Regions from separate parts of the Mus musculus genome. Here regions 1, 2, 3, 4, 6 and 7 are each linked to region 5. The links are chromatin contacts, called in public Hi-C, promoter capture Hi-C and targeted proximity ligation maps. All regions are on one chromosome and are shown on one strand. The core of a region is the stretch at or near the end of the contact, and the rest is flanking DNA. Distances in the headings are between cores, read along the strand shown.

What was found. Promoter capture Hi-C pulls out the DNA fragments that hold promoters and counts their contacts. A called contact is a pair of places that touch in the nucleus more often than the background predicts.
Region 1: a targeted proximity ligation map of embryonic stem cells shows a contact between it and region 5, with 2.9 times the contacts expected there. A contact is called at or near these places in 5 of 39 promoter capture datasets (the 3T3-L1 cell line, cranial neural crest, embryonic stem cells and 2 more), 1 of 484 Hi-C or Micro-C datasets (embryonic stem cells), 12 of 130 datasets of targeted methods (T-cell acute lymphoblastic leukemia, embryonic basal ganglia, embryonic forebrain and 6 more) and 1 of 9 other capture datasets (adipose tissue).
Region 2: a Hi-C map of the N1E-115 cell line shows a contact between it and region 5, with 4 times the contacts expected there. A contact is called at or near these places in 8 of 39 promoter capture datasets (the 3T3-L1 cell line, 3T3-L1-derived adipocytes, cranial neural crest and 4 more), 1 of 484 Hi-C or Micro-C datasets (the N1E-115 cell line), 1 of 130 datasets of targeted methods (epiblast stem cells) and 1 of 9 other capture datasets (adipose tissue).
Region 3: a contact with region 5 is called in a targeted proximity ligation map of the NIH/3T3 cell line, with 5 read pairs. A contact is called at or near these places in 1 of 39 promoter capture datasets (cranial neural crest), 1 of 484 Hi-C or Micro-C datasets (palatal mesenchyme) and 5 of 130 datasets of targeted methods (the NIH/3T3 cell line, astrocytes, extraembryonic endoderm stem cells and 1 more).
Region 4: a contact with region 5 is called in a targeted proximity ligation map of the SCID.adh cell line, with 17 read pairs. A contact is called at or near these places in 10 of 39 promoter capture datasets (the C10 cell line, the HPC-7 cell line, HPC-7-derived erythroid cells and 7 more), 1 of 484 Hi-C or Micro-C datasets (embryonic stem cells), 13 of 130 datasets of targeted methods (the SCID.adh cell line, embryonic hindbrain, embryonic stem cells and 4 more) and 4 of 9 other capture datasets (adipose tissue, liver, macrophages and 1 more).
Region 6: a contact with region 5 is called in a promoter capture Hi-C map of pre-B cells, with 6 times the contacts expected there. A contact is called at or near these places in 11 of 39 promoter capture datasets (3T3-L1-derived adipocytes, the C10 cell line, the HPC-7 cell line and 6 more), 8 of 130 datasets of targeted methods (the SCID.adh cell line, bone marrow-derived macrophages, embryonic stem cells and 3 more) and 3 of 9 other capture datasets (adipose tissue, embryonic stem cells and liver).
Region 7: a targeted proximity ligation map of microglia shows a contact between it and region 5, with 11 times the contacts expected there. A contact is called at or near these places in 20 of 39 promoter capture datasets (the 3T3-L1 cell line, 3T3-L1-derived adipocytes, the C10 cell line and 13 more), 89 of 484 Hi-C or Micro-C datasets (the AtT-20 cell line, B cells, the Ba/F3 cell line and 44 more), 31 of 130 datasets of targeted methods (CD8 T cells, the G1E-ER4 cell line, the HPC-7 cell line and 14 more) and 5 of 9 other capture datasets (adipose tissue, embryonic stem cells, liver and 2 more).

The regions. Positions count from the first base shown.
Region 1 is chr15:77,334,879-77,337,880 of GRCm38.p6, reverse strand. No RefSeq gene overlaps it. Among named protein-coding and RNA genes, the nearest start is that of Gm41352, 23 kb to the right of the region's middle.
Region 2 is chr15:77,218,957-77,222,161 of GRCm38.p6, reverse strand. All of the region lies in intron 2 of Rbfox2 (RNA binding protein, fox-1 homolog (C. elegans) 2), which reads left to right. Among named protein-coding and RNA genes, the nearest start is that of Rbfox2, 86 kb to the left of the region's middle.
Region 3 is chr15:77,305,733-77,308,958 of GRCm38.p6, reverse strand. Rbfox2 (RNA binding protein, fox-1 homolog (C. elegans) 2) reads left to right here and starts at 1,906. Exons shown (of 14, transcript NM_053104.6): 1 at 1,906-2,595. The coding sequence starts at 2,416.
Region 4 is chr15:76,605,728-76,608,882 of GRCm38.p6, reverse strand. Cpsf1 (cleavage and polyadenylation specific factor 1) reads left to right here and starts at 1,292. Exons shown (of 37, transcript NM_053193.2): 1 at 1,292-1,548. The coding sequence starts at 1,405.
Region 5 is chr15:76,924,058-76,927,559 of GRCm38.p6, reverse strand. Zfp647 (zinc finger protein 647) reads left to right here and starts at 2,112. Exons shown (of 5, transcript NM_172817.3): 1 at 2,112-2,184.
Region 6 is chr15:76,574,715-76,577,997 of GRCm38.p6, reverse strand. It overlaps Adck5 (aarF domain containing kinase 5), which reads right to left and starts at 1,639. Exons shown (of 15, transcript NM_172960.3): 1 at 1,504-1,639. The coding sequence starts at 1,515.
Region 7 is chr15:76,537,281-76,540,445 of GRCm38.p6, reverse strand. Slc52a2 (solute carrier protein 52, member 2) reads right to left here and starts at 1,616. Exons shown (of 5, transcript NM_029643.4): 1 at 1,251-1,616; 2 at 844-1,063; 3 at 1-752. The coding sequence starts at 973. It overlaps Fbxl6 (F-box and leucine-rich repeat protein 6), which reads left to right and starts at 1,700. Exons shown (of 9, transcript NM_013909.2): 1 at 1,700-2,121; 2 at 2,371-2,529; 3 at 2,660-2,723; 4 at 3,026-3,157. The coding sequence starts at 1,730.

The DNA.
Region 1 (3,002 bases), core at 26-2,525, 410 kb before region 5:
GCAGGGATGCTACAGAAACCTAGAAGGGGCTAGTCACAAAGGACACAGCCAAACATGCTCTAAGAGAGCAATGAGTCTCAGAATCCAGGGAGAATCTCATGAGGAAAGAAGTCGGAACTGCCCGGTGCAACGGCCACCATGCTGGGGCTGCTCATTCGGAGTCCCAGCATCATCGTCACATCACTGCCTCACCAGAGGAAGTCCTGCTGGCCTTGATAGCTTCAACCCCTACTAAAAACGTGGGTTCGGTTTAATTTTATGTTTTAAGGAGATGACCAGAGGAAAGAGAATACGGTGGTTGGTCCAGGTCCCGTTGGTAGGACAGGGGAACTTGGGGCGGGGGGTGGGGGGATGGGGCATACACATGAGTGAGATTACTGCAAGAAATGGGTTTATGTGTTTATCAGGGCAGACTGGGTAAATTCAAAATCTGCAGGGTGGGGAATGAAAGAGCTGGAAAGAGTGAGCACGCGCTAGTGCTGCTGTTCACAGCAGAATTCCTGCTGCTTCCAAGAGTCTCAGCTATTCTTAGATGACTCTTCCACTGAAGAACTGAGACCCACCCAGGTACTAGGTGTCTTAAAGTAAAAGAGCCATAAGCCAAGAACAATGCCTGCTGGTACCCCCAGAGTAACAGAGACAATGCCTAAAGCCTGGGCGTGTGGAGACTGCAGCCTAGCCGACTTCATGCCTAACACAGACCCCTGGAGTGGCGTAGGCCAACACCGTGTTGGGAGGAGCCTGGGGTACCACAGAAGTTCTGGGTTTGGGTGGGGCCTAGACGAGCTGCCAACCGTTTGGATCTGCTCTGCTGGCCTTGCAATGCTGTTCCATCTTGGTGAACTCGCTATGCCTCAGTTTTGCGGACTGAGAAATGGAGATAGTTACAGTGCTGTCTGTGGGACGGCTATGATGGGAATCAAAGGGACAAGAACGTGAAAGGGGCTTGAAACTAGACAACAAAAGCTCGTTGTACGACTTTGCTACCCCGAGCTCCTCACTAGGAAAGCGGTCCTGGGCTTGCGCGCGCCCCCTAGAGGAAAAGAAGAAGCAAGAAGGCATGAAGGCGTTCCTCTTTGGGAACCCTAGTCGCTTTGCTGTACGGCTTTGCAGAGCAGGCAGAAGGTTTCTTTTCTCCATCAGTTAAGGGATACTTGTGATGTATCACCACGGTCTCAAAACAGAGGTGGAGGCAGGCCACTACTCTTGCATCAGCAGGCAGGAACCAGCAGAGAGCCGCCTCCAGGGGGCGCGATGGAGCTTCTGCTGCGGTCGCGGGCCGGAGGCGCGGCTCGCCCCAGCGGGCTTCTGGGCGTTCTTGGAAAACCCTTGGAAAACACTGGACTTCCTGCCACGAAATGGGTGGGGACCGCAAGCATTTGCAATCCCGGGTAACACTGCGCCTGTAACTCCATTAGCACTGCCAGATTGGGGGACACCCATCACGTGGCCTGTCTGCTTTACGGGCCAGCCTGGATTTCTTGGAGCCAAGCTGGTTTCTCTTAGGTCCCTGGATGACCCAGGCTTACGTTTTTGATCTATTTGAATGTGTCTGTTGCCTTTTCCCTGCTGTAACCCAGGAGCGTTCCTTTAACTCAGCAGACCACACAGTGATGCAGGACAGACAGGGGGTCTTTCAGAGTCTGTAGGCGGTGGGAGCATGCAGGTCGTTGTTAGATGCTTCAGTGGCTGACCTTTGGCACAGCAGGCTAAAGGAAGGAAGAGGCTGAAGCAAAGGAGCTTTGGTTAAGACTCCCCAGCCAGGCGCCTGAACCAAAGCTGGTACCCTTGGACTCAGCCCTGCGTGGGCGCAGATGAGGCCGCTCTCATCCTGGACTCTTAAAAGCAATGGGAACCTCGCACACACAAATCCTCCAGAGGTCTCTTCCTAGCTAGAAAAGAAGCAGGCCAGGATCAGGAATGGAACCGGAGTCCTGGAAGCAAGCAGGAATGAAACCAGGTCTCCAATCCTGTTTCTACGAGTGCCTTCGTGACCTTGAATAATGCCAGTTCCATGACCCTCAGTCTCTCCTCGTTACAAGATGGGCTTGCTCTTGCAGAGGACCTGAGTTCAGCTCCCAGCACCCATGTGAGGCCTCACAACCATGTTTAACTCCAGTTCCAGGGAATTCAACATCTTCTTCCAGCCTCCACAGGCAACGTGCACACGTATATGTGATGTGCTGATATACAGGAAGACAAATATTCATACACATAAAAATATAAAAATATTGAAGGAAACCAAACCTTCAGGGTTTGGGTCATGGCTCAGTTACTAGAAAGCTTGCCTATCACGTGCTCAACCCAGGGTTCTGTCCCCAGCACCAAAATAAACCAGGGATGGTAGTGTACACCTGTAATTCCAGAGCTCTCGAGGCTGAGGCCAAAGGATCAGAAATTTGAGGCCAAAAATAAATAAATAAGTAGGAATAATTTGTGATCAGCTTTACTTAATTGTAGGTTTGAAGCCAGCCTGGGCTACTGAGAGCCTCGTCAAAAAACCACCTCACCCACCTTCCTCCATCAGTGGTTCAGCTACCTTCTTTTTTTTTTTTTTTTTTTTTTTTTTTTTTTTTTTTTTAAAGATTTGTTTATTATATGTAAGTACACTGTAGCTGTCTTCAGACATTCCAGAAGAGGGCACCAGATCTCGTTACAGATGGTTGTGAGCCACCATGTGGTTGCTGGGAATTGAACTCAGGACCTTCGGAAGAGCAGTCAGTGCTCTTAACCGCTGAGCCATCTCTCCAGCTCCCTCAGCTACCTTCTGAAACTACAGGTGAACCCCACTATTTGCATTTCTTCCAGAATCAGGGCCAAGGAGAATCACCTCTGTTTTCCTCAAGTCCCTGCTCCTTACTCTGGGGAACTAAGGTGACAGTCACCTGAGTCCAAGGAAAACAATTCCTTAGGAAAAGGAGATGGGTGGGAATTTCTAGCGTGGAACTAGCCTGCAACAACCAGCCAAGAAATGTTTGCTGGATGAATGAATTCACGGTCAG
Region 2 (3,205 bases), core at 617-3,116, 290 kb before region 5:
GAATGCTGAAAAATATTAACTGCAAGCGCACTAGGAACTTCCACAGTGCCTCTGGAGACAGGACGGGTCAGGCATGCTCAGTATGCTGAGGTGCTGGGCAAGCGACTGCAGAGGTAGAGGCCTCACATGGATAGTGAACTTCCTATGAAAATGAAGGCCCCCAAAACAACATCTCAGTGGCTGTTTATGTCAAGTATTAGGCTAGGTAAGTGGGCTCTGTGGGCCATCCACTCTGTTAATTCTGAGGGAAGGAGACAGAAACAGAAAATTCAGCTCTGATAACATTTCATTGGTGGGCCGAGAAATTAAAATTTTTAATAAAAGTTTCACCTGCTTTATACACACACACATGTATGTATGTATGTATGTATGTATGTATGTATGTATGTATGTATGTATGTGAGTATGCTATCACTGTCTTCAGACACACTAGAAAAGAGCATTGGGTCCCATTACAGATGGTTGTGAGCCACCATGTGGGTGATGGGAATTATCTCAGGACCTCTAGAAGAGCAGTCAGTGCTCTTAACCACTGAGCCATCTCCTCAGCCCCATTTCACAGCTTTTGATTTTTGTTTTCATATCTTAAAAAGAATACAAGACTGGGGTAGGGGAGCTGGCTCAGCTGACAAAATACTTGGTGCACAAGCCCAGGGACCCTAGTTTGATCTCCCACAGACATGGAAAAGCTGGACAGGGTAGACTTTCTTCGGTCTCACCGCCAGGGAGCAGAGACAGGGAGATCTCTGGGCTTTGCTGGACAGCCCGCCTAACTTAATTGGCAAACCCTAGGTCCCAGTGAGACACTGTCTTAAAAAGCAAGGTAGCCCTTGGGTCTCTATACATATAGATATTCATATGTACACAAGAACACCTGGGAAAGGGGAAGGGAGGGAAGAGGAAGGAGAGAGAGACAAAGACAGAGCGATGACAAGCTGATATGGCCCATAGACCATAGCTAACTGACCCCTAATTTAGATATTTCTTTTTAAAAACCCATGCAGCTTAGCTTTTGGGCCTGTGAGAAATAATTAAACAGATTGCTATCAGTGAAAGATCATTGTTAAGAAAAGCTTAGTCATGATGTTAGAAAAAGTCAGCCCCACCACTGTGAGATAGCTACACGTTTGCTAGTTCTTCTTATCCCCATTTATAGAGGCGGTTAAGATGTGGTTGTCTTATCAAAGACATCAGGCTGCATGAAAGAAGTGTTCTGCTTAGGTCTTGAATTCCAGCACTCGGGAAAGCAGAGGCAGGTGTGTGTGTGTGTGTGTGTGTGTGTGTGTGTGAGTTCTCCGAGTTCTAGCCAGACAGAGCCATATAGTGAGACCCTCTCTAACAAAAGGGGGATGTTCTAAATAACAAAAAGACCTTGAATCTTGGGTTTGTTGCTGATTCTCATGGCTCATATTTGTCATTTGACATTGGGGCCCATTAGTTTTCTCAAATGAAGAACTGGAGAAGGTAGACATGAAGACAATTTGTAGCTCTTGCTTTTAGCTAGAATAGTGCTGGTACAGTTCTCTCCAATAGAGGTGCTCAAGATAACTAGCAACATTTCACATTATACTGGGCCCTTTAGGAGAACAGTTTTTCTCCTGTGTCACGTTTGAAGTTTGCCTTAGCACTCACAAAGCCATCCCACCACATGCTGGTCAGTTAATGTATGTGGAGACAAGATAAGGCTGGGCCATACATATGGAAAGGGCCTAAGAAAGCTGCCAGGAGAACTCTGCTGCTCACTGTGGGCTGAAGAAAATTTCTTAACTGGAAACCCTTTTGCAATCTGAGTCATCTACTGTGGACTCTTAAATCTCCTGGGTAGGAGGAGGAAAGGGAGGAGCAAAGGTGAGATGGCTCTGTGAGTTCTGTCAGCAGAGGGCACCCAGAGCAAAGCATGTAGCCAGTGGCCTGTAGTGAACTTATTACTGGGGCACAGAGCTGCTTGCCCTGGACAAGTTGCATTTTCTTTGATCTGCCTTAACATTCTCAGATGTTTTTTACCCACATTAGAATTTGGCTTTGTTTCTTGCCCACTTTAGTAGAAACCCAGTTCTTAGAGTGTCCTGAGGTGTTTTATCCTACACTGTAGATCTGTTATTTAGATCTGTTATAGACATTATTTCATATCCAGTAAGGAAGTAGCCCTGAAATAACAGTGATCTAAAAAGGCCCTTATAGTCTGTGTGTCAAATGGTCTTTGGTGGGTGGCTTTTGGGCCAGCAGTTTCAGCACCACCTGGGAGCTTATGGTCTTCCTGCCTCCCAGGCTTACTGAACCAGAAATTAAGAGGATGTGGTCCAGCAACCCATTCCAGCATGCTCTCCAGGGCATTCTGGTTCACACTCACCGAGGGACAGCCATTGTTGGAGAAGGGATAGCAGAACACAGGCTGATCTTTATTGGAGGGCACTGCCAAGTACTCAGCCAGGAGTTTCCCCTTCACTTTCCAGTCACAGATTCCAAGCCTAGAAACATGTACTCATTTGTCAGTTGTGTATGGTAGGTGGTGGGAGAACTCTGAGCCCTGTCCTTGTGATTCACAGCCATGTGCTAGTTGCTGAGTCATTGAATTAATAGTTTAAAGTCTTTAAAAGCAGTACACATCCATCAAAGAAAATATATAGTACATAATAGATCAAAAGATAAAATAAAACTTCCCCTAGCATGTTCAATGTTTCTATTCATTGTTCTGGTCTTGTTTGTATGCAGCTGCTCTGTGTATATGCACATTTAAAAAAAATTTTCCCTGAATGTCAGTTGTATTGAAATAGACTTCCAGCTCAAGTCTACTCTACCGGAAATTTCTTTTCATGTTATTAACTACAGATTTTATTTAATAGCTTCCTAGTATTCTGTGAGAGTATCAAGTTCCCCTGTAATTCTATGTCAATCTTAAGTTTTCATGATACACTTAGGAAGATTATTAGTGCTTCACTGGGCAATAGTAATTCAGGGTGACTTAGAAGTGTCATAATTAAGATGATAAATACAGATGGTGGTAGAGGAGGGAATGGAAAGTTGGAGAGGCAGTTCTTTTAGCATGTTTGAGGTCAAAAGTGACTTGGAAAATAGGAAAATAAATTGAAGAGCATACCAGTAGTACCCAGTATCCCCCTGGACCTGAGCAAACTGGGTTGGGTCATCTAGGATGTGGTTATGAGCAGCTTGGTCCAGTAAATTGCTTTTATCACCGGCTTTTCGA
Region 3 (3,226 bases), core at 657-3,156, 380 kb before region 5:
GAGAGACACTTTCAGACCAAGCCCCTAGCAGCCCGCTTCCTCCCATCTGTCCTCACCTTCCAGGTTTTTTTTTTTTTTTTTTTTTTTTTTACCATCCTCCAATCATGAATCAGTCAGTGCACTAATGTGACTGGGCTCAGCAATTAAGTTCTCAGGATCCAAACACTTGCCCTAAGTCTGTCAGCTGTTACCGTATGAGCCTCTGGGGGACTTTTTCGATTCAAGTCATAACATGATCAAAGTTCTTAATGTTGATAACTCACTTGATCTTCATAATAATTATTTTAAAAATAGTATTATTATGCTAATTTTAGGTGTCAGAGCTAAGCTGAGGGACAAGAGCCGTTAATTAACTCCCTCCCATAAGGTGTCAAGGCTTGTAAATGGCTAAGCTATTGCAACCTACAAACATACAAATACTCAGTAGGAAAACCCAGCTCCAAGGCAAGTTGTGCAGTCTTTTCCAACTAGCCTGCAAGCCCTTCTATTCCCTCTCTTAACCACCAGTGGTCCGGCATTACATGGGCAGGAGTGGTCAAGCCTCCCTGGGACTCGTCTGGCTCTGAAGCAGAGATCTTCATCCCTCTGTCCATTTTTAGGTGCTTAACTCAAGTTCAAAGGTCAAGTCACAGACTGGTTGCAAGTAACCTTAGACATCACCTGACCTGGGGTTTCTCAATCTCTGAACTATTGGCATTCTGGTTTGGACAAGTCTCTCTTGCAGGGATTGTTCTCTGCACTGTAGAGTTCTGAATAACATTCAAAGCTTCTATTCAGTAAATGCCAGTATAGTCTCCATTTGTGAAGAACAAAATTTACCATATGACAAATACGGAAGTGGGAGATGCTGAAAGGGTCTGAAACTTTTTCTTGGCTGGGAACCACTGATCCAAAGGATTATTTCAGATACTGCAGTTGGGATCCAAAGAGAAAAACTCACTTGTTTAAAGTAGCAAGCAAGGGTAAGGCTAGAAGCTAGGTTATTGCACAATATCCCTTTCCATGTCACAGTATGGAACCCTGAGAGGCAGAAGCAGTTTCTATTTACAATCAGGTGGAGAAAACCTACCGGACAGACCTAACTGCACAAAGCTGATAAGCTAGGAAGGGCTATTCAGGCAGCAAGGAGTAAAACCAAGAGATTGCCATCTTGACTGGCCACATATTTCTGCTTCAGGACTTGAACAAATTCAGGTCCATCCATTGGATTAAAACCATGTTTTCTACTGTCAGGCTCAAAATGGTTCCGTAAATGCCCTATGTAAACGTAAAGCTCTTAAAAAAACACCAGGCGTTATTTATTACTATTATTAGAGACAGTTTTTCTGTGTAGGGCTATCCTGGAACTCACTATGCAGATAGACCAGGTTGGCTTCGAACTCAGAGATACTCCTGTCTTTGCTTCCTACTTCCTAGGACTAAAGGTGTGCACCACCGCCATGCCTGGCAACATCAGAAATATTGACATCATTAGAGATGCAATTATTCGCTTCATAGCACCATTTCTCAGAAAAGTTTATATGGGAGCCATCACTCCTGGACTTCCCAGGTCTTGGGCTGGAGAGGAAGGAGGCAAAGGGACCTTCCTCTCGCAGAGCGCCCCTCTGCTTCCCTAAATCCCAGGAAGCCAGATGAGAGAGATCAGGTCATCACTTCTCACTAGTGCAACTAGTCCAAGTTGCTCCCCCGAACTCCTGCCCTTCAAGCTCCGCCCCCCGGCCACCGCCTTAAAAGAGGCGGCCCCTTCTCTCTCCATGCTTCCCAGAGCATCCCCGAGCTTCCCGAGCTTTTCCGAGTCCTTCCCGGCCTCCCGCGGGCGGCCCGCGCGGAGGCGACGGAGATTGCCGAGGGGCGTAGCCACGCCCCCTCACTACAGCCTCCTCTCGCGCGGGCGGCCCGAGTCCCACACATCCAGGTTCCTCCCTCCTTCTCTCCTTTCTCTCTCCCCGCCTTCCCGGCGCTGCCACAGTGGCGGGACGGAGGATCCCGACCAGTCAGCTCGCTGCGGCCTCGCGCTCCTCCTCCTCCCAAATAAACAGCCCTCCCCAAGCTGGGAGCCCAGGCCGTCCCCTTCCCCGCACGGCTGGCGAGTGGTGAGGGAGCGCGGGACTGAAGGACCAAGGGACCGAGGGATCGGCGCACGCGCGTGCGAGTGAGAGAGCGAGCGAGCGGCCGGCGCGAAGCCGGAGCAGAAGCCGGAGCCGGGGCCGAAGCCGAAGCCGGAGCCATAACCTGAGTCGGAGCGGTAGTGAAGCCGAAGCCGAAGCCGGGCTCCGGACCGACGCGCACGCACACACGCACGCGGGGGGCGGGGCCGGCGCGCGCCCGCCTGTCGCGACTGTCGGCACCGAGGCCCAGGGGGAGGTGGCCTGTCGCGGGTCGCCCGGCTCCCGGTGGCGAAGGGGGCGCGGGCGGATGGCGGAAGGCGGCCAGGCGCAGCAGCAGCCGCCTCAGCTCGGGCCCGGCGCTGCCGCCCGGGGCATGAAGCGGGAGTCGGAGGTGGAGTTGCCGGTGCCCGGAGCGGGGGCAGACGGACCCGAGCCCGGCCTGAGCAAGCGGCCACGCACAGAGGAGGCGGCCGACGGCGGGATGCAGGTGACCGCGCGGGACGGGCGCCCGGTTACGGAGGGCCGCGGCGGGCTCGGGCCTCCGGGCGCCGGGTGGGCCTGGCTGGAGAGTGGGCTTGGGGCCGGGTGCAGGGGCTGGAGGGGCCCCGGAGGCAGCGCGAGGGAGTGGGATTTTTTTTTTTTTCCTTTTGGAGTTGGGATTGAACAGGATCGGGATGCAGTCCATTTCTTAAGCCTGTGCTCAGTTTGTTGAGAAGTTGAGGGTTCTTGGGTCGATTTGTCCAGAGGAGAGCTGTTGGGCCGAGCTGAGAGCGAGGGAAGCTGGTGGTGGGAAAGCTCCGGAGAAGAAGGGCGCCTTTTGGTTTACACTGGGATGAGGAAAGGGGGAACGGCATGTGGAGAACAGACTGAAAAGCCAGCCAACTCCTGGAGAGAGAGCGAGCCCGAAAGGGGATGTGGCTTAGCTTGTGGGTTCAATCAGTTACTCGAGCAGTCTTGAGAAGTCCGCGGAGTTTGGTAGTGTGATGCTCTGTCTCAGTTTTGTGCAGCATGTTATTAAGTCTGGAGAGAGACACCAGGCAGATCCCGCCTGTGCTTTACCCATTGCATCCTACGTTCGTAGGATGCGGAGTAAACTCCTTAGTATCCTGAGGTAGAAA
Region 4 (3,155 bases), core at 43-2,542, 320 kb after region 5:
CTGAAGACAGCTACAGAGTACTTACATATAATAATAAGTAAATCTCTGGGGCTGGAGTAAGCAGAGGTTCTGGGTTCAATTCCCAGCAACCACATGATGGTTCACAACTATCTGTACAGCTATAGTGTATCATATACATAAAATAAATATTTAAAAAATTATGTATATATGTGCCAGCATGTCTGGGCAGCTTTCGTCCCAGGGCTTGGGAGGTAGACTCTGAATTCGAGGCTAGTTGGGTCTACAGAGTTTCAGGACAGCCAGGGCTATGTAGTTGAGACCTCATCTCAAAAATCAAGAAAAAGAAAAAAAAATAATTTCTTTTGCTTGCTTGTTTTTGTTTTTTGTTTTTGTTTTTGTTTTTTTTTAAGAAAAGTTTTCTCTGTATAACCATGGCTGTCCTGGAACTCACTTTGTAGACCAGGCTGGCCTCAAACTCAGAAATCTGCCTGCCTCTGCCTCTGCCTCCCAAGTGTTGGGATTAAAGGCTTACACCACCACTGCCCAGCCAACAAAATACTTTTTAAAAGAGATCTTTTTTTTTAAATTTTATTTTATTTTTATTAGGTATTTTCCTCGTTTACATTTTCAATGCTATCCCAAAAGTCCGCCATACCCACCCCCCCAATCCACTACCCACCCACTCTCCCGTTTTGGCCCTGGGGTTCCCCTGTACTGGGGCATATAAAGTTTGCAAGTCCAATGGGCCTCTCTTTGCAGTGATGGCCAACTAGGCCACCTTTTGATACATATGCAGCTAGAGTCAATTAAAAAGAGATCTTTAGTGTGATACAGGGGTGATCTACCACATCACCTCATCTACAGAGTGGGGTGGCGATATTGCATGTTTCTGTATCCTTTTCCAAGCCTATATACCCTTGTTTTATTTTCTGGGATTTAGCTAATGAGGCAAGTCTTGAAGGGTACAGAACAGAAGGAAGCAGAGGTCCAGCACCCTCCAGCTCTGTGACGAGGCTCATCAGTCCTTTTTTTTTTTCTTTCTTTCTTTCTTGTTTTTTTTTTTCGAGACGGGGTTTCTCTGTGTAGCCCTGGCTGTCCTGGAACTCACTCTGTAGACCAGGCTGGCCTTGAACTCAGAAATATGCCTGCCTCTCTCAAGTGCTGGGATAAAAGGCATGTGCCACCACGCTTGCTCGTCAGTTCTTATCAAGCTAGGCCACTAGGGGCCGCTCTTCGCTCGCAGCCACGGCGCGCAGGCGCAGATGCGAAGCGGCCCGGAACCCTGCTTCTCAACCACCTGGTCCTCTTAGAAGGCGGTCCGGGCAGGAAGCGCAGGCGCAGTACTTCGGAACCCGGTGGCTGGGTTGGCGCGCGCGGCCGGACCGAGTCCGCTGCCGTCCCTGTCCCCCGAGTCGGCGGCTCCGGCGTGACAGTGGCGGCGACATGTACGCGGTGTACAAGCAGGCGCACCCGCCCACCGGGCTGGAGTTTACCATGTACTGCAACTTCTTCAACAACAGTGAGCGCAACCTCGTGGTGGCCGGCACCTCGCAGCTCTATGTGTACCGCCTGAACCGCGACGCCGAGGTAGGCCGTGTCGAGGCAGTGCCGCAGTCATTCGGCAGGTTCCCCAGTGCAGGAGCTGAGGTTTGCCAAGGGTCTTTGGGCCCCAGAGCCAGTTCATCGCTGCCTCGTTGTTTGGCCTCATCCTACCCTGCCCGGACACCTCTGCCCGCGGTCTACTGCTTGTTCTTTGGAGATCGATTTTCAGGAGATTGTTGCACACCTTCCACGAGCTTAGCAGCAAAGACAAGCCAGTGAACCCTTGAGGGCGATGATTCTTTAGGAAGTCAATACTGCCACACACAGACGGCCACAGTGTCTCTCTAGGAGTAAGACCCAATGAAGGAGACTGGGTGTTTCTGTACAAAACAACCAGAGCTCTTTCTGAGATTGAGCAGATTTGTTGTGGAAGAACGTTTCTTCCTAAAGGAGCAAGGCTGGATGTTTCTCGGGGACAGACTATTGTCAGTAGATGTAGTAATGTGGAATGAATTCATCAGTACATTGATAACGGGGGTGTTTTGGTTGCTAGAGAGACAGCAAGCGGTTCAGGAAGCCCTCCCCCCCTCCCCCCAAAAAAAAGGCAATTTCCGTGGCTCTTTAATCCCAGTTCGATCCATTAATCCCAGGTGGAAGCAGACAGATTTCTGGGTGTTCCAGTTTAAACTATTTCCAAGCCATCTAGGGCTACATAGTGAACCTCTTGTCTAAAAACAAAGCAAAAAAGCCAAGAAGGCAGATGCTTTTTTTAAAAAATTAGACTTATTCATATTCATTTGTGTTTGCTTGTATATATGTATGTACACCATATGCATTCTTGGTGTCCATGGAGGTCAGCATTATGGATAGTTGTGCCATCAAGTGGGTCCTCTGTAAGAGCAACAAGTGCTTTTGATGGCTGTGCATTACTGCCAACATGCAGTTTACTGGGGTGGCAGAACTGGACAGGGAAATCTCACCTTCATAGAAGATGTGTTTTAAATAGACAAGGAAGTGTGGGGGAAGTATGTGGGAGTTAGGCAAAGGGGTTTCAAGGAAAGTTAAGTTTTTGTGGTAGAGGCTAAGGGAAGGAGGAAGGAAGGGAAAGAACGGGTAAGAAGTAACAGGGCAGGGCCTCCACAACACACTCTCCAAGCAGGAAGTTTTGGCAATGAAATAATCTTACCCAACTTATGTTGGAGAGAGGTCCAAGAAAGATGGTCAAGAAGTGGCTGTAGCCATTAGGCAAGATGGTGGCCTGGACCAGTGCAGCTATGACAGTTCAGGATTGATAGAGGTGGAGTTTGAAAGGAGCTCAAGGTAATGCCAAGAATCTGTCACTGTTCTGGGCAACAGGTCTGGATTTGGTCTTAGCAGTTACAGGGATGCTGTCACTATTCCCTGAGGTGGAGATGGCTGTTGGGGGTATAGAAGTGAGGTGACAGGAGCAGACAGTCACCTAAGAGTTGGGAGAAATGTGGCTGGGAGGATAACATTTTGGAAGTGGGCCCTGTGGCTCTACTCTTGAGTCTTAAATGACTGTGACAAAGTGGTGCAGGGACAGAGGCATTGGGGATGGTTGAGTCCTGTGGAGAATTGGTAGCAGAGGATCAGATAGCTGGTTGGAAGAAGACCTGTCCAGAGAGCAGCAA
Region 5 (3,502 bases), core at 863-3,362:
ATGTATGCATGCGTTTGAGGCAGCTGGTCACATTGCATCTGCAGTCGCAGAGAGGACAGCCATGCATGCTCAGACTCGGTTCAGCCCTCCTCATTCAGTCAAGAATCTAACTCATGAAACACATTTAGGGCGGGTCAGCCCACCTCAACTTAATCTAGGCAATTCCTTACAGACATGCCCAGAGATTGGTTCCCATGAAGGCGAGAAGATCAGCCATCAGACTACCTTAGTCAAGGTCTCTTTGTTCTTTCAAGCAATTTTGGACCCATGTAGAGAGAGACATGCCTGACTCTCCCCAGAGAGCTCAACTGTATCAATGATGTATATATCCATACCCTCCAAAATATTTTTAGCCCCCCCCCCTTCCCTCATGTCTCGTGGACATCCGTGGCCTCTCTATATTGTGACTGCTTTAAAACTAGCTGCCTCGGGGACTGGTGAGATGGCTCAGTGGTTACGAGATCTGACACTCTCTTCTGGTGTGTCTGAAGACAGCTACAGTGTACTTATATATAATAAATAATAAATCTTTAAAAAAAAAAAAAACAGCCAGGCACTTGGGAGGCAGAGGCAGGTGGATTTCTGAGTTCGAGGTCAGCCTGGTCTACAAAGTGAGTTCCAGGACAGCCAGTGATATACAGAGAAATCCTGTCTCGAAAAAACAAAAACAAAAAAACCTGGCCCCCTCTGGGGCACACACACTTTAAAAATCCAAGAACAAAAACCTGGAGGCTCCATCACCCTGATCCACAAGAGCTGTTCTTGCTCCCTATCTCCCAGACATTTCCTCCTCCAGCCCCATGCTTTGTGTGTAGCCTCAGCTGTCCTGGAATTTGTTCTATAGACCAGGCTGGCCCCAAACTCACAGAGATTGGCCCTCTGACTCTGCCTCTGCCTCCTCTGCCTCTGCCAGTATTTTGTAACAGAAGACACGTAACCACTACAATTAGAGAAATAAAAATTGAAGCCATAACGGAGGGTAGGATCGAGTGCTACTGAGATACTATATGCTTATACTAGAGTCCCTGACTTTAATTTCCAGCAGAGAATATGTGTGCATACAGGGCCACTAAGGGTCAGTCTGAGGAGCTGCGCACCACGGTATTTTGTTGTTTTATCTTTTGAAAGGGCTTCTCAACAGGTCAGAACCTGAAGCTTGCCAGTGACTCTAGACTGGCTGGCCAGAGAGCCCTACACAGCTCGGCCTTGTTCCGCCTCCCCTGTGCTGGGGTTCTAAGCAAGCACTATTACACCCAGCCTTTTCACATGGATACGAGTGATTAAACTCAGCCTCGTGCACGTTTGTCAAACACCCAGTCTGTTGTACATTCCTCTAGCCCTGGAATAACTCAATTTTTTTTAAAGATTTATTTCATGTATGTGAGTACACTGTAGTTGTCTTCAGACACACCAGCAGAGGGCATCAGATCCCATTACAGATGGTTGTGAGCCACCATGAGGTTGCTGGGAATTGAACTCAGGACCTCTAGAAGAGCAGTTAATGCTCTTAACCGCTGAGCCTCTCTCCAGCCCCGAATAACTAAATTTCTAAAAGCCTGCTTACACCAAGTGTGGGCAAATACAAACAACAATTGGAACTGTCATACACTGCTAGTCTAGGGAATGTGTTGATGAGGACACAAGACAGACTGGCCGTCCCTTAAGAAGTTGAACACACACTACACTGTAAACTAAACCCAAGCAGCCCGAGTCAGCCTGATGGGTCTCGAGACCAGTGGTCCAGGCTGCCTGGCCACCAGGGAAATCGCTAGAGGGCAAGCACAGATCTTGGCGGAAGTGACCGAAGGCCCTCGGGAGAAGAGGGGCGGCAGGGAGGGGGCGAGGCCGGGAGGCACTCGGATTTGTAGGGACTGCGGCCGCCGCTTCCGCTACAGCCTCAAAGAGCAGGCGCGGTCCGGGTCAGCACGCGGTCTCTCTAGGCACAGCGGAGGCCTACGCTCTCGGTGGCCCCGGGGCGCAGGGCATCAAGTCCTGCAAGAAGAGCTGGAGGCGGACGGCCATCCGATCCTCCCGCGTCCCGGTCCGGGACTTGGGGTGGGGGTTGGGGGTGGGGACCTAGGGGCGGGGTCCCCTGAGATTGACGACTGCGCAGACGGGGCGGGACGGCCCCTTTGTCTTAGGGAGCCGAAGCTGCCGCCACAGGGCGAGAGGTTGCGGCAGATGGTGAGTGGCGCTCTGTCGGCTGCGCGGGACCCTCTCCTTCATCCGCACCCAAAGCTCCGCGCCCTCGCGTATGCCAGCCCTTCCCCCCGATGGATGGCTGCGGCCGGGCTGCTGACCCAGGCTGCACCCTCCGGTCCCTCGAACCCTCCAGGCCCCTCCCCGGGACCCTTCGCGGTGGCTCCCGCTAGCCCGGTCCGGAGTTCAGACGGTTCTGATGTGCATACGGTTTCCTACTGGTTGGTTAATTTGGTTTGGCTTGGGCAGTGGATGAGGTTTTGTCTGGTGAAATAACCGCGTCCCAGACTGCCCTGGAAGTCCTGGGTTCGCACGATCCTCTCCCATAACCCGGACTACAGTCAGGGCCACCATACAGCATTTTAAGTCCCATGCATCCTCAGCAGCGAAGGACATTTCTTGTCAAACTGAAGGTGCTCCGCTCTGCTCCCCATTAGCCCAGCTTCTTCTTGGATTTGTTTTATTTTTCTGCTGTTGCTCTCTTGTTACTTTGCAAAGGCCCCTTTTAATGGATGACAACTTCTCTAACGTGGCATTTTCTTGTTTAATTTTTTTATATGTATTTATGTGCTTTGCCTGCGTGTGTATCTGTACTGTATATCATGTGCATGCCTGGTGCCAACGGAGGCCAGAAGAGGGCATCGGGTTCCCTGGAATTGGCTGTGAGCCGCCATGTGGGTGCTGGGAATCAAGTGTGGGTCCTAGACGGGGGAAAAAAACGTGTGCTCTTAACCGCTGAGCCATCCCTCCAGCCTCCACATGTATGGCTCAGTTAGACACCTGAATCTGGATGTGCTGATGAGTGCTGCCATCCCCATCTCTGCCGCTTAGTAGCTTACTTGGTGAGTTCCAGGCCAGTAAGAGACCGTATTTCCCCGCCCCCGCCCCCCCCCCCCCCAATGGTGAAAGGTTTCTAAGGAATAACACCTAAGGTTGTCTGCTGGCCTCTATGTGCTTGCTGATGTGTAGGTACGCACGCACACACAGGAAAATTGTATACAATAATAGCTCCCTTGTATGTGGGCGATGAAGTATGGGCACAGCTGTATTCTCTAAGGCCAGAGAAGGACATTGGATGTCATGCCCACTGGCCCATCTCCCCAGCCCACAGTAGTTCTTTTAAATGTTACTCTGCCTAGCATCCTGACATAGTGAATGCATAGTGACACTAGAAGCAGTTTCCTGTGGAGCTCTCTAGAATGATTGGAATCAGGCACTCCTACTAATGCGTGTGGACATTCCTGTCACTAACATAAAAGGAAGGTTCCCCTGAGCTCCACTATAGAGATACTTAAAGCTGGGT
Region 6 (3,283 bases), core at 390-2,889, 350 kb after region 5:
AGGCAGGTGGATTTCTAAGTTCGAGGCCAGCCTGGTCTACTGAGTGAGTTTCAGGACAGCCAGGGCTATACTGAGAAACCCTGTCTCGAAAAACCAAAAAAAAAAAAAAAAAAAGAAAGAAAGAAAGAAGAAAAAAAACATTCAACTAGACTTCTCTCCAGTGGTTTCATAAAGCAGCAAACACCTGCTCTAAGGAGAAGACACAGCTGGCAAAAGAGAGACATCCATACAAGCCAGCAGCCTGCACCATGAAGACTGCCAAGACTCAGGATAGAGCCCTAGAAAAGATGACTAGATTATGACCTTTGATAGACAGCCCAAGGCAGCTCAACAGGAAACTAAGCCACAGACCATCTCCCAAAGTTAGTAGGTAACAGCCTAGAGATTTGAGCTAGAGGAAGTGGACGTTGTTATTGGGAACCTGCAAGGACTCCACTGTACTGTGCAGTAATTCCTAATCAGAGGTTAAAACTCCCCTTTCTGGTAGGGTGGTGGTGGTACACAGCTTTAATCCCAGCACTAGGGTGGCAGAGGCAAGCAGATTTCTGTGAGTTCGAGGCCAGTATGCTCTACAGAGTGAGTTCCAGGACAGCCAGAGCTAAAACCAAATACCCCAACCTTGGAGGGGGGTAAGCAAGGAGCCAAAAACAAAAAAAACTAAGACAAACAAACAAAAAAACCCTTGCCTTTCTAGCCAGGCAGTGGTAGCATATGGCTTTGATCCCAGCAGAGGATCTCTGAGTTGGAGGCCAGCCAGCTCTACAGAGCTAGTTCCAGGCCAGCCAGGGCTGTCCAAAAACAAGAGAAACCCTATCTCAAACAAAACAAAACAAAACAAACTCCCAGGGCTGTCTAGAGGTGTAAGTGACAAGTAATACGGATATGTGGAAAAGTTTTTGCTACAGTAAAGTGCTGTCTGTGTAAAAGGCAACTTGTCTCTGAGCAACAGGACTCCCATCAGAAAGCACACACCCAGCAGGGCTGTACACTGCAAGCCAAACGTTAACCCACCTCCTGGCCTCTCATTATCTAAACCTACAAGGCCAGATGTACTAGAAAAACAACTTCGCAGAAGTTTAAAAACAACACAACTGAAGAAGGGCCATACTCCAAGGGCAGGGAATAGGCAAGGACACCCCCAGGGCCAGAACAAGGGGCTAAGGGAGTGAGGGCATGCTAACCCAGCGGGAATCATGGGGTTGTCTCCCTTCCAGAAGCTGATAGAGAGGACAGAGCAGCTTCCCGGGGAGACCCGAGGGATGCGCTGAGGACAGAGGCAGAAGGAAGAGGACCCTGGGGTGAGGTTAAATAATGCTGAGTCTTCCCAAAGGCTCTGGGGAAAAAAAGAGGAAGCGGGAATCAGAGTTCTCCAAAGCTTTGGGGTCGATGGGCAGGGCCCGGGCCTGGACTGGATCCAGAACCTCCGGGTACAGAGAGAGATCCCAACGCAGGGATGCGGAGCGCAGAGTCAGGGACCAGGGCGTGCGGGGGCGGGGTCCTCACCGGCCGCCACATGTCCCCGGCAGTGCTCTCTTCCCGGTTTCGCCGCAGACGTCCCTGGTGCCCAGACGACCCCGCGAAAGAGTAGGCAATGCGCTTGCGCACCGGCCCACACGCGCCACACAGACCTGGGTAGAGTGGAAGGGCCACGCCCCCAAAACGTGACGTGACCGCCTCGGCGTGCAGCGGCCCCTTGAGGTCGCCCGGGGCATAGCCTCATGGGAGACACCAAGTGATGAGTCTTTACCAAGTGTTTTCCTTTGTTTATTGTATGTGAATGTTATGGAGCAATTTTCAAGAGTCGGTTGGTGCTTGCTTTCCACCGTCTGTTTTATTTCTGTTGCCCTGTGCAAGCCAGGCTAAGTTTGCGGGCAATTTTCCTCTTCCCACTCCTATTTCACTCTAGAAGTGCTTTTTACATTGTTCCAGGAACTTGGCTTCCTAGGGTAGCCCTTTTACCCACTCAGCCATATTCCCAGACCCTTGAATTGGCTCTTTAATTTTGTCGGGCTCTCGTTCCTTTCTGAAAAGTGACAGTGTAACTCAAAGCTGACACTTGGTCATTTTCACAACTCTCAGTATTCGCTCGCACAGGCAGTTTGGCAACACCTGTTGAGACAGCCACCAAAGCTAGAGACACCCTCGCTTTCTTGCCAACTATGTCAGTTAGAGTCCAGGTTCTTTTTTGTTTGTTTGTTTGGTTGGTTGGTTGGTTTGTTTTGTTTTGTTTTGTTTTTTCTTTTCTTTTTTTTTCTAAGACAGGGTTTCTCTGTGAAGAGTCCTGGTTCTTTGTCCCCCTACTCTTCACTCTCTGTGATACCCAATCCTTCTGCAAATCCTCCTCTGGAGGGGTCCTTACTACCTGGTTCCTCAGAACTCCCCTGAAGTTCCTGCTTCCCTAGCCACGGGTGCTCTTCTCAGCAACTGTCCTAATGTTGACCATTGGGTTCTTTGAGGTCACCTGAGCCTCCCCCCACCCACCCACTGGAACTGGCAAGCTGCCTTCTGGTTGAACATGGCTCTAAGCAGGCTCTAAGATAATGTCATGTCCCCAATTGGCTTTGGAGTGCCTGGAAGGTGGCAGAGTGGCTGTATGAGGGGGTCACAAAAGTCTGTGAGCCAGACGATGTCAGGCAATGGCCTCCTTCCAGTTCATTCATTCTGGACGTCCTTGCAAGCCTAGGAAGTACGTGTAGCTGAGATGTCTGGGCGCAACTGGAAAGCAATGTGTCAGGGACAAAATGGATTCAGGGTGCACAGAGCCCAGGATGAAAAGGCAGAAATGGGTGTTCCGAGACTGGGCTACTTATAAAGCACAGGGGAGAGAGATTGTGGCAATTAGGTCCAGATATACAGTAGGGAACAGATCAAAGTCCTCAGCCCTGTGAGGTCACACCCGAACCAGGGAGACCTAGCTGGGAGCTACCAGGAACCTGTTGGAAAGTCAGGGCAACCAAGTAGCCCAGCAACTCCAGAATACTTATTTAGCCCAAACCTTTCCAAACATTATATCATACAGTCTTGGCCAGCAGCCTGTCCCTGAGCGTCTGCAGCAGTTGGAAGCCTGTGTATTTTTGGGTGACATATGTCAGGATATATACATAAAGTAACTCAAAAATACAGAGGCTCAGAGACCAGGAAGTCTCAAACCTCACAGTGCAAGTGATAGGACTAGCCATGAAACTAAAAGCCAGACTTGGAGTTTGTGTGGTGGAGAATTAGTGAAGAGACCCCAAGGTAGAGACTTCCAGAGTGGGCAGAGGGTGTTTGCAGATAAAGTTTG
Region 7 (3,165 bases), core at 367-2,866, 390 kb after region 5:
CAGAGCATTGGTGATGGCCAGCAGGCCCAGTAGACAGGCACTTCGGGAAGAGAACAGCTGATGGGCCTTAGGGTCTGGGCTGGAAACAATGCCTGCCACCTGGCCTGGTGGCTCCTGCAAAGGTGAGGCCTCTTCCTCTTCCTCTTCCTCCTCTGTTCCTGGTGTTTCTACCCGAAGCCCTGTACCTGTTGTGGGTTCAGATGTCGGGGATGGCAGTAGTAACAGGAGGCCTTGGAAGGCAGCTGCTGAAGTGCCCAGAAGGGCAGTCAACACCCAGAAGAACGTGGTGGCAGAAAACCGTTCAGGGAAATTAATGGGAGACACCTCGATCGGAGGCCCAGTGGTCCTGTTGGCAGGCACATGCAGGCACTCAAGGCGGCCCACCCCTTGACCCAGGGCTAGCACACAGGGCAGGAGGGCACTCAGGCCCTGACCCAGGAAGAAAGACCGTAAAAAGGGGGGTGGGAGGTGGCTCAAGAAGGGCAGGAAAGTGACATTAGAAGCACAGCAGGCCAATGCCAGCACAAACGCCAGCGTTAGGAAGGCCACTGAGTACGGCTTTCCTGCCACTGGGGCCACGTGGTTCCACAGAGAGGCCAGTAGGCCTGTGCCCACTATGCCTAGCCCCTGAACCACTCGGATGGGGACTTGCTCGCCCTTGCCGCGAGCCAGACGCCTCCACAGAGTCACCAGCAGCAGACCCAGGTTTCCCAGCGCCACAAGCACAGAGAGGTAGGAAGGGAGGCTCCAACCTGCAGTGGAAGGAGGAGATAGTGTAAAGGCACCAGGCTAAGGAACGAAGAGCAGCAACAGCAGCAGCCTACCTCCGCCCACTTCACTCACCCTCCGGGAGCTCTTTCACCACTACCGGCAGCTCTACCCAGATCCCGTTGACAGCAGCCCAGGAGCCCATGCCGAAAAGGGCCACCAGCAGATGGGTCAGCACCAGTCGGCCCAGCGGAGGTGCTGCCATTAGGTCAAAGGTCAAAGCGGGCCCTCCAGGACAAAGCGAAGGTAACAGTCCGCCCTTTTCCCACGTAGATCCAAAGCTTCTCTAACTATTCTAGAGAAAAAAAGAGTCAAGCTTTTTCACCTGGACGGAGACAAAAAACAAACCAAAACAAACCAAAACAAAACAAACAAACAAACAAAAAAACATGCGAGTGGGCAGAGTCAGGGTCTGAGGTGGCCAGATTGCAAAACCAAGGCACCTGGAGGGAGGCGGCGGATAGATCAGGAGCTGCACCTACCATGGAGCCTGCACCGGGACCCTTCTGTACAAGACTGGCAAGCGGGGGAGCGAGAAGCTGGCTTAAAGCATGGTTCCGGGGAGGAAGATGAGCGAAAGAGCCAGTCCTTGATGCTTGCGGAGGACCAAGTCTTGGCGCGGCTAAACCAGACTGGATGACAGCTAACTTCAGGCAGCCGGCGTGGATCGGCAAGAGGTGTGGCTGGCTGACTTGATTCGATTCTGGGCTCCTCGGCTGAGTGCGGTGCATCAGGGGCGTGGGGCCGGAGCAGCCCGCCCAGCCCCGGGAGCACGCCACTTAGCCCGGAAGGCAGCCAAACCCCAGCCAAAGGGTTGTAGTAAGACGCCGGCTAATGCGCTAGACTGCGGCGGAAGTCCCACCCCCGGAAGCTAAGTGTAGTGTAAAGGAGTGAGCTAAGGGGCCACGCCCCTTCCTCTCTGCCCACCCACCTTCCGCTTTTAGTTCAGCTCCCGGGGGCTATGGCTCCCGTGGCCTCTAGGCGAGTTAGACGTCGAGTTCGAAGCTCCAAGCGGCCCGATGCGCGGGGCCGCTCGGCGGAGGACTGGTGGTGGGACCGCCTGGCACCTCGCGGCTCTGGGTACCACCTGCTGCAAGCGGACAGCATGTTGCTCGTGCTGCCGGACCTGGAGCCTCCCCGCGCTCGTGCGCACCGGCGCGCCCGTCGCCGCGCTCCGAGGTCACTGGCTCGTGGCCCCACGGCTGTCGCCAAGCCCAGGACCAAACCCCGACCGGAGCCGTCGCTCGATCAGGGCCTGGACTCTGGTTGGGGAGACCGTATTCCCTTAGAAGTCCTGGTGCATATTTTCGGGTTGTTGGTTGCGGCTCATGGGCCCATGCCGTTTCTTGGCAGGTACACCAACAGCGCCTGCCGCGGTAGAGACTGGCGCACTGAGCGGGTGCTGCAGAGCAGAGGGCAGAGCAGGCATCACATCGGGCGAACACAAGTGCTCCGGCACCTGTCTTCACTTAGAGCTCAAAGCCTAGCACTGAGAACGGGCGACGGCAGGCTTTAAGACCGCTGCGCTGCTCCTAAAACACTCCATTGTAGGCATTACCCGCAAAAGGCCACGCACTCTCAGCAAACTTTTTCTTCTCCTAGGGCTGCACGCGTTTGCCGTCACTGGCACGAAGCCACCTCCCATCCTTCACTCTGGCATACTGTGACCCTGTCACCCTCGCTGGTTGGCCGGGCTGGCAAGGGCAACCTTAAGGGAGAGAAGAAGCTCCTTGCTTGCCTGGAGTGGCTCGTACCCAATCGGTGAGGGCTCCTTGTCATCTTACTGTCTGTTGTCTTCCCTGCATCCGCGTTGAGTAGGGGAGGATTCTGTCCAGAAGGGGGCAGCGTAAGGACAAGAGCACAACTACAGCCGGGCCTTGCTGTCGCCCAGGTTCTCTCAGCTCCAGAGCTTGACCCTCATCCACTGGAAGTCTCAAGTACACTCTGTGTTGGAGGTAAGAGCTGGAGACTGCCCTGCACACAAGCTGTCACGTTTGAGTGGTCTACTATGGGGAGGGTGCCCTGGTGGTGTACCACAGAGTTGTCTGCCTGCCTGCTCAGTTTCGTCTTGCTGACATCTTAGGAAATTGCTGGAGGAGACAGCAATTTCCATGTAGGCCTGGCGTGGACAGAATGGAGTCATAGCTGGGACTATAGGATAGGCTTGTCATGACTACCAGTGTCCCTGTAGATAGACCTTTACCTGCCCTCCACAACCCTGGATGGTCTCTCTCTCTCTCTCTATCTCTTGCTACAGCTGGTTAGCAAGTTCTGCCCTCGGCTCACCTTCCTCAAGCTTTCAGACTGCCACACTGTGACTGCTGAAACTCTGGTCATGTTAGCGAGAGCCTGCTGCCAGCTCCACAGCCTGGACCTACATCATTCCATGGTGAGTCC